Linked DNA regions of Mus musculus: region 1 is linked to region 2. Evidence: chromatin contacts called from public HiChIP or PLAC-seq data. All regions are on one chromosome and are shown on one strand. The core of a region is the stretch at or near the end of the contact, and the rest is flanking DNA. Distances in the headings are between cores, read along the strand shown. Region 1 has its middle 34 kb from the start of Gm40630. Region 2 has its middle 12 kb from the start of Gm51798.

The links. HiChIP or PLAC-seq counts read pairs in DNA pulled down with a chosen protein or histone mark.
Region 1: an H3K4me3 HiChIP or PLAC-seq map of bone marrow-derived macrophages shows a contact between it and region 2, with 3 times the contacts expected there. The contact joins two enhancer-like sites. A contact is called at or near these places in 5 of 39 promoter capture datasets (3T3-L1-derived adipocytes, embryonic stem cells, liver and 2 more), 12 of 484 Hi-C or Micro-C datasets (cerebellum, embryonic fibroblasts, embryonic stem cells and 5 more) and 5 of 115 datasets of contacts at active chromatin or transcription factors (Th17 cells, bone marrow-derived dendritic cells, bone marrow-derived macrophages and 1 more).

What each region holds. Positions count from the first base shown.
Region 1 is chr10:42,114,172-42,117,309 of GRCm38.p6, reverse strand. No RefSeq gene overlaps it. Among named protein-coding and RNA genes, the nearest start is that of Gm40630, 34 kb to the right of the region's middle. Within about 2 kb of position 1,464, at least 13 of the 459 cell types and tissues checked have an H3K27ac peak or open chromatin away from gene starts, as enhancers often do. A contact at or near this core is called in bone marrow-derived macrophages, where this site is marked.
Region 2 is chr10:42,029,890-42,032,655 of GRCm38.p6, reverse strand. No RefSeq gene overlaps it. Among named protein-coding and RNA genes, the nearest start is that of Gm51798, 12 kb to the left of the region's middle. Within about 2 kb of position 1,460, at least 61 of the 459 cell types and tissues checked have an H3K27ac peak or open chromatin away from gene starts, as enhancers often do. A contact at or near this core is called in bone marrow-derived macrophages, where this site is marked.

The sequences.
Region 1 (3,138 bases), core at 215-2,714, 85 kb before region 2:
TGGCCATTCCCTCCCTCCCACTACATCCCCATCCCTGATACATACCCACTACATACCCACCTACTTCAAGCGTCCTGTGAATGGGTTGGTGTCCCCCTCCCTCCACAGGAAATCCCACCTCTCTGGTGGCCACCCCAGTCTCTGTCTGCATCCCCACCTGCTAGAAGTCTCATCTAGGGCCACCCATCACAGAGTTAGAGCCTCCCCTTGTCCCAGGACTAAAGCTTGTCCCAGAGATACCCTCACACACTAGTCTCTGCTCTCTCTGCCAGCCCTCTCCTATCCCCTCCCCACCCCTGATCCCCTCCCTGTTCCCCTCTTCACTCACTTTCCCACCCAGTTTCCCCCTCCATCCACCTCTGATATCTATTTCACCTCCTCTTCTGCATGAGATTCAAGCATCCTCCCTTGGGCCCTTCTTATTCCTTAGTTTCTTTGAGTTTCTATGCTTATCCTGTATTTTATGGCTAATGTCCATTTATAAGTAGTATATACCATGCATATCTTTCTGGGTATGGGTAACCTCACTCAGGATGATATTTTCTAGTTCCATCAATTTGTCTGCAAAATTCATGATGTCCTTGTTTTTAATAGCTGAATAATATTCCATTGTGTAAATGTGCCACATTTTATCAAGTCTTCAGATGAGGGACATCTGGGTTGTTCCCAGTTTCTGGCTATTACAAAGAAAGCTGCTGTGAACATAGTGGAGCATGTGTCCTGGTGCTATGGTTAAGCATCTTTATGCCATGGCATAGCTGAGTCTTGAGGTAGAACGATTACCAGTTTTCTGAGAAACCACCAAATTAATTTCCAAAGTGGTTGTACACGTTTGCATTCCCAGCAGCGACAGAGGAGTGTTACCTTGCTCTACAAACTCACCAGCACGAGCTGTACTTGAGGTTTTGATCTTAACCATTCTGATGTGTGTAAAGGTGGAATCTCAGAATCATTTTGATTTGCATGCCCCAATAATTAAGGATGTTGAACAGTTCTTTAAGTGCTTTTTGGCCATTCGAGATTCCTCTGTGTCGAATTCTCTGGCTCTGTACCCCATTTTCTAATTGGGTTATTTGATTTGCGGATGTCTACTTTCTTGAGTTCTTAAAGTTGTTAAGGTTGCAGCCAGGGGAGTGATAAGGAGAGGGTGAGAGGGCAATCTGCCCCACATGATAGCAGAGTCACAAGTGGCCTGAGGTCAACCTTGCCTGAGTCATGAACTTGGTGGATTTCCAGCCACACCTCCAAAGCTGGTGCAGGAGCCTGATGCTGTCCTTTGTCCGAAGCTGCCAGGAAGGCAACATCTGGATTTGTGTCATGCCAGGTGTGCAGGGAGCACTGAGTCAAAATTATATATAAAACTCATTCCCTCTATTCACTTACTGAGTGGGATAAAATGTCCCAACTGGGCAGGAAGTTACAGTTGTTGCTATTTCCCTCTTTCTCCTCCAGCACTGCCCTCTGCCCTGTTTTATGGGATCTTCTATTCCTGGTCAACTGCTCAGGCAATCCCATGACTGCTGGGCCCACTTCAAGTTTACACAAACTGTTTTCATGATACAGTAGTAAACATGTCCAAAGTTTAAATGTTGCCCATAAAATGCTCCAGTGTTTCCCTTTCTTCCAAGCTCAGACCTGACCCAAGCTCAGAAAGACTGCGTGGTCTGCTGGATATAATCATACATTCTTGCTTCTCACTGGCTGCTTCTGGCTCCCAAGCCAGTGCAGAATGGGTGGGGGAGGGGGAGGAGATGAGGTGCCTTCTTCCTTAGCTATAGCTGCTGCAACCAGGCCTCTAGGGTCCTCTCAGTTCAAGAGGTACTGGGTCTTTTCTCTTGTAAGGCATTTAATAGACCTTGATCCTGTGCCCTGCAGTGCCAAAACCTGGCAGAATGCTTTCTCTGGCCAATCCCGGTGTCAGTGAGAGTCCCCGTGTGGCCATCAAATGCCAGGCTCACTTCACTGTGGTAGCCAGGGCCCATCAAGATGATCCATGCCTGAGTACGGAGCCCTTGAGGCACTTGGCTACCATATCAGGACTGTTCTAGCAAACTCAGAAATTCAAGCTTTGCCAAAAAAAAAAAATCATTTGCTTCCAAGAGTAAAAATCTTCAAGACCCTGCATCTCAGCAAACACCCACCAGGGAGGAGAAGGATTTTAGAATTGCTCCTCGCTGATTTTCCCACTCTGTAAGTTGGAGAAACCATTCTTCTTGCCATAGCAGTGGGGGATTGTTGTATGACTATTTCTAGGGAGTTATGAACTAATATCTACTAATCCAGATTGGTACTGATGACATACCAAAGTCTAGCTCTGTGAAACAAGTTTATTGGAGTTAATTACAGGGAAGTGGGTAAGAGGGCTCTTCCTGAAGTCTGAGTGACTCAAAGGCATCACAGAAAACTATCCCCAGGCATGAGTAAGATTCAAAAAAGCTGCATCCATGAACATTCCTGCACAATAAGCAGGCAGCACTCCTAAGGAGAGTACCATCCTCCCATGAATTGTTCGCCACTTACATAACCCTGGCAGGAGCCTGATCAATCTTGTAACTTTCTGAGCTTCCTTGGAAGTGCAACTTTCCTAAACTTCCTGAGCTTCCTTGGTAGTGTGCCAAAGACTATCCCTTTTTTGGGTCTCCTATCTGGTTGGAACAGGTCTCTAGTTGCAGGTGGACAAGGAGTCAGTGAATGAATGACAAACAGAAGCAACACACGAGATTGTGTAGAATCTGAATGCAATTTGTCAAACTGAGCATCAAACTTTTTATACAGAAGAAAATAGGGAAGTTGGGTGACACACTGGCAAGGTACAAAGAGGTTACTGGATTCTTACACAAAACAGAGGAATGCAAACATGGAAGGACTGGCAGGAACCAACTGGGATAAAATTCAATGTTAACAACTGGGATCAAAAACAGCTCCACCTAAGGTCCACTTAATCTTAGAAACCAGGGTCAAGGGCTTCATGCCCTTGCCATAGTTCCTATTCTAGTCTATTGTATAGTCCACCTTCCCCCTAGGCCATTGTAAATACTTGTGTATGGGTGTAACTCAGCTATCTATAGTTCTAAGTATCTACTCTGGTTCCTTCTTAAATCACAAACTTCCTTCTTCCTAGATAATGGTAAATTCCTG
Region 2 (2,766 bases), core at 211-2,710:
AACAGAAAAAATAGCAACCTTAACAATGTTTTAAAGAACAGAAGGAAAAACTTCATTGTGATTCTCCTCTCCTGCCTCAACAAAGCTACTGGCAGGTACCCTTGACCGCTGTATCATTTACCTGACTCAGTTCATAAAGTGGATGGATACGCTGCTGTACTCCGCTTAGGCCACCACCCTCACTAGACATGCAGAGGCCGCTGGCTTACACACATTGTAACATTTGTGTTGTGTTTAACGGGTCCAAAGTGTCCTTCTTTCAAACCACTTTTAGAGCATCCTTCTTTTAGGTTGTTGATGCCTATAAATGTATCTCCCTCGGGCTGATACCACCTGATACCACCGTGTGGTTGCTGCCGCTGCCAGATCAGCGCCCCCCCCCCCCCCCCGATTTCAGCAGTGGGGCAGGTTTGAAATAGCATCTTTAATAAAAGGGCAATGGGCCTTACCGCTGTTTCCTTTTGTAGATTTTAGTTATTATTGGGGCTTTCCTGGGGTTCTGGCTCTGAACGATCCTGTCAGGCATTGGCTCAGTGTTTCTCTGCTATTCAGAGATGGCACCAGGCCCATGGGGTTGAGAGTGTAATACAGATGTGTGCGTTATCAGGAATGTTCCAAAAAGCACCTCGTGGTTTTCTCTGGGGTTCATTTTTGTTTGTTTGTTTGTTTTTGTTTTCTTTTTTTGTTGTTTTTTCTTTGGGGGTTTGGGGGGGCTGTTTTGTTTTGCAGAATTAACCCTTTCAGGGGGGTTATTGTCCTCAGTTGTCTTAGTTATGTGACAGGAAGGCCTTAGGGTGGGGATCTCTTCCTTCATCTGGAAACTTAATTTCAAATCTTACGCTTACTGCATAATGAAAAATGCCCAGGAATTGTGTGAAAGTAAGGATGAGCTGTTGCCCTGACATCTGAAAATTTTGAAACAGGTGACTATTACAGAAGCCTATTAGCTTTTCGGGACTCCCTTCCCCACAAGTTTTAAGTCAATGATCCCTCTTTCTTCCTATATTTTCTCTGCTGCATATATGATCAGTGACCTTAAAAAGCAGTCATTCAAAAACTATGTTTGGCAAACACAGCTTAATTTTCAAGTCTGGTGCAGAGTTTCTCACAGAGAGCTGGGGCCCTGAAGACAGAACGCGCTCTTTTGAGCTGCATTTTGAAAAGGGAAGGGAACTGTAACTCATTCCTTGTGGTAGAGGACAAGCAATGACTCTCGGCAATGGTCTGGGGCTCCGACCTGCCACTGCCACCGTAAAGACCCGGCTCGTGGGGCTCCGACCTGCCACCGTAATGATCTACCTCCGTGGGGCTCCGAACCGCCACCGCCACCTGGCTCCATGCCCTTTCCCTCCTAGCCTCCGAGCAGCTTCTCTGGCTGCCACGTGACCCCAAGAGGCCATTTCATGTGTTCCCACTGGGTACCACCTCTGCTGTGCCCTCTGGTGGCCTTGGCTCACCACTGCTGCTGCCTCAGCAAAGTTTGACCTTGGCGCTATCAAGAGCCATCTCTCCTCTCTACTCCAGCCGCTCATGGGAGTCCGGGTGCCTGCTGACGCTGCTCCAGCCGAGAGGGAGTGATTTGTCTCCTCAGCTGGCCACAGCAGTCCACCCTGCTCCACTCTCCAGTAGCTTACACACTGAGACCCTGAAAACCACGCTGGTTCCCCAGGCCCTGCATCATTTAGGTGACCACAGTATACCACTGCCTCAAAAAATATTTCTCCTCTTTTCAACAGTCCAGACGAGATAGACCAAGCCAAAGAATGAAGCTTAGTTATTACACCACATGTAAGAGGAAACTCAAAATAGATCAATAGCTTATGTCAAGAGCTAAACCAATAAAACTTTTAGAAGAACACAGGAGGAAAGCATCATGACCTTAATGAAATGGGGTCTTGGGTCTGGGATCAAACGCAGAAGCAATACACAGGGGCTGGGGTAAATTAGACCCTAACAAATCTAAGAACCTGTAACATTGAAGGATTTTATCAAGAAAGTGAAAATAACCACTAGGGAATGAGCAGGGTGGCAACTCAGACAACAGTCTGAGCAAATCCCAGCACTTGGGAGGCAGAGGCAGGTGGATCTCCAAGTTTGAGGCCAGCCTGCTCTACAGAGTGAGTTCGAGGCCAGCCAGAGCTGCCCAGAGAAACCCTGTCTCAAAAACAAACAACCTCTGCCCCTACCTCCCAAAACCCAATAGAATGGGAGACTCTGCCAATTCCACACGGGATGTTGTGTGAATATTCCTCAGGAGGTGTGACCAAATGTCTGTTCACTACAGTTGGGGCACCAAGGAGAAGTAAGGAAACCACTCCCCCAAAGTCTTACTTGCTGAACAAATGAGTTTATTACGGTTATTGGCAGAAGCATGGGTGACCAGTTCCATCACCCAAAGTCTCCTACCCCAGCTAGCAGTGCATGTAAGCCACATCCAAGAGCCTGTAGCCCAGTTTGTAGGCAGCAACACCAAAAAGGCTCCGCTCCAGGGCAATTGCTGTGGGAGGGATTGTGTGTGAGGCTAGTAGCTTTCTGAGCTTCCTGTAATGTTCCTGAGCTTTCTAAGCCTTCGAGTTTTCCCCTTCCTCTCCCCAGAACAGAATGCTTCAGTTTGGAGAAGATAGCTGCACAATCTGTAGGAAGGGTCTAACGTCCAAAATAATAGTCTTCATTTCTCAATAATGAAAAAGCAAACAAACAACCTTTAAACTATCAAAGCACTTGGGTTAGCATTTCTCCAAGATACACACACACACACACACACAC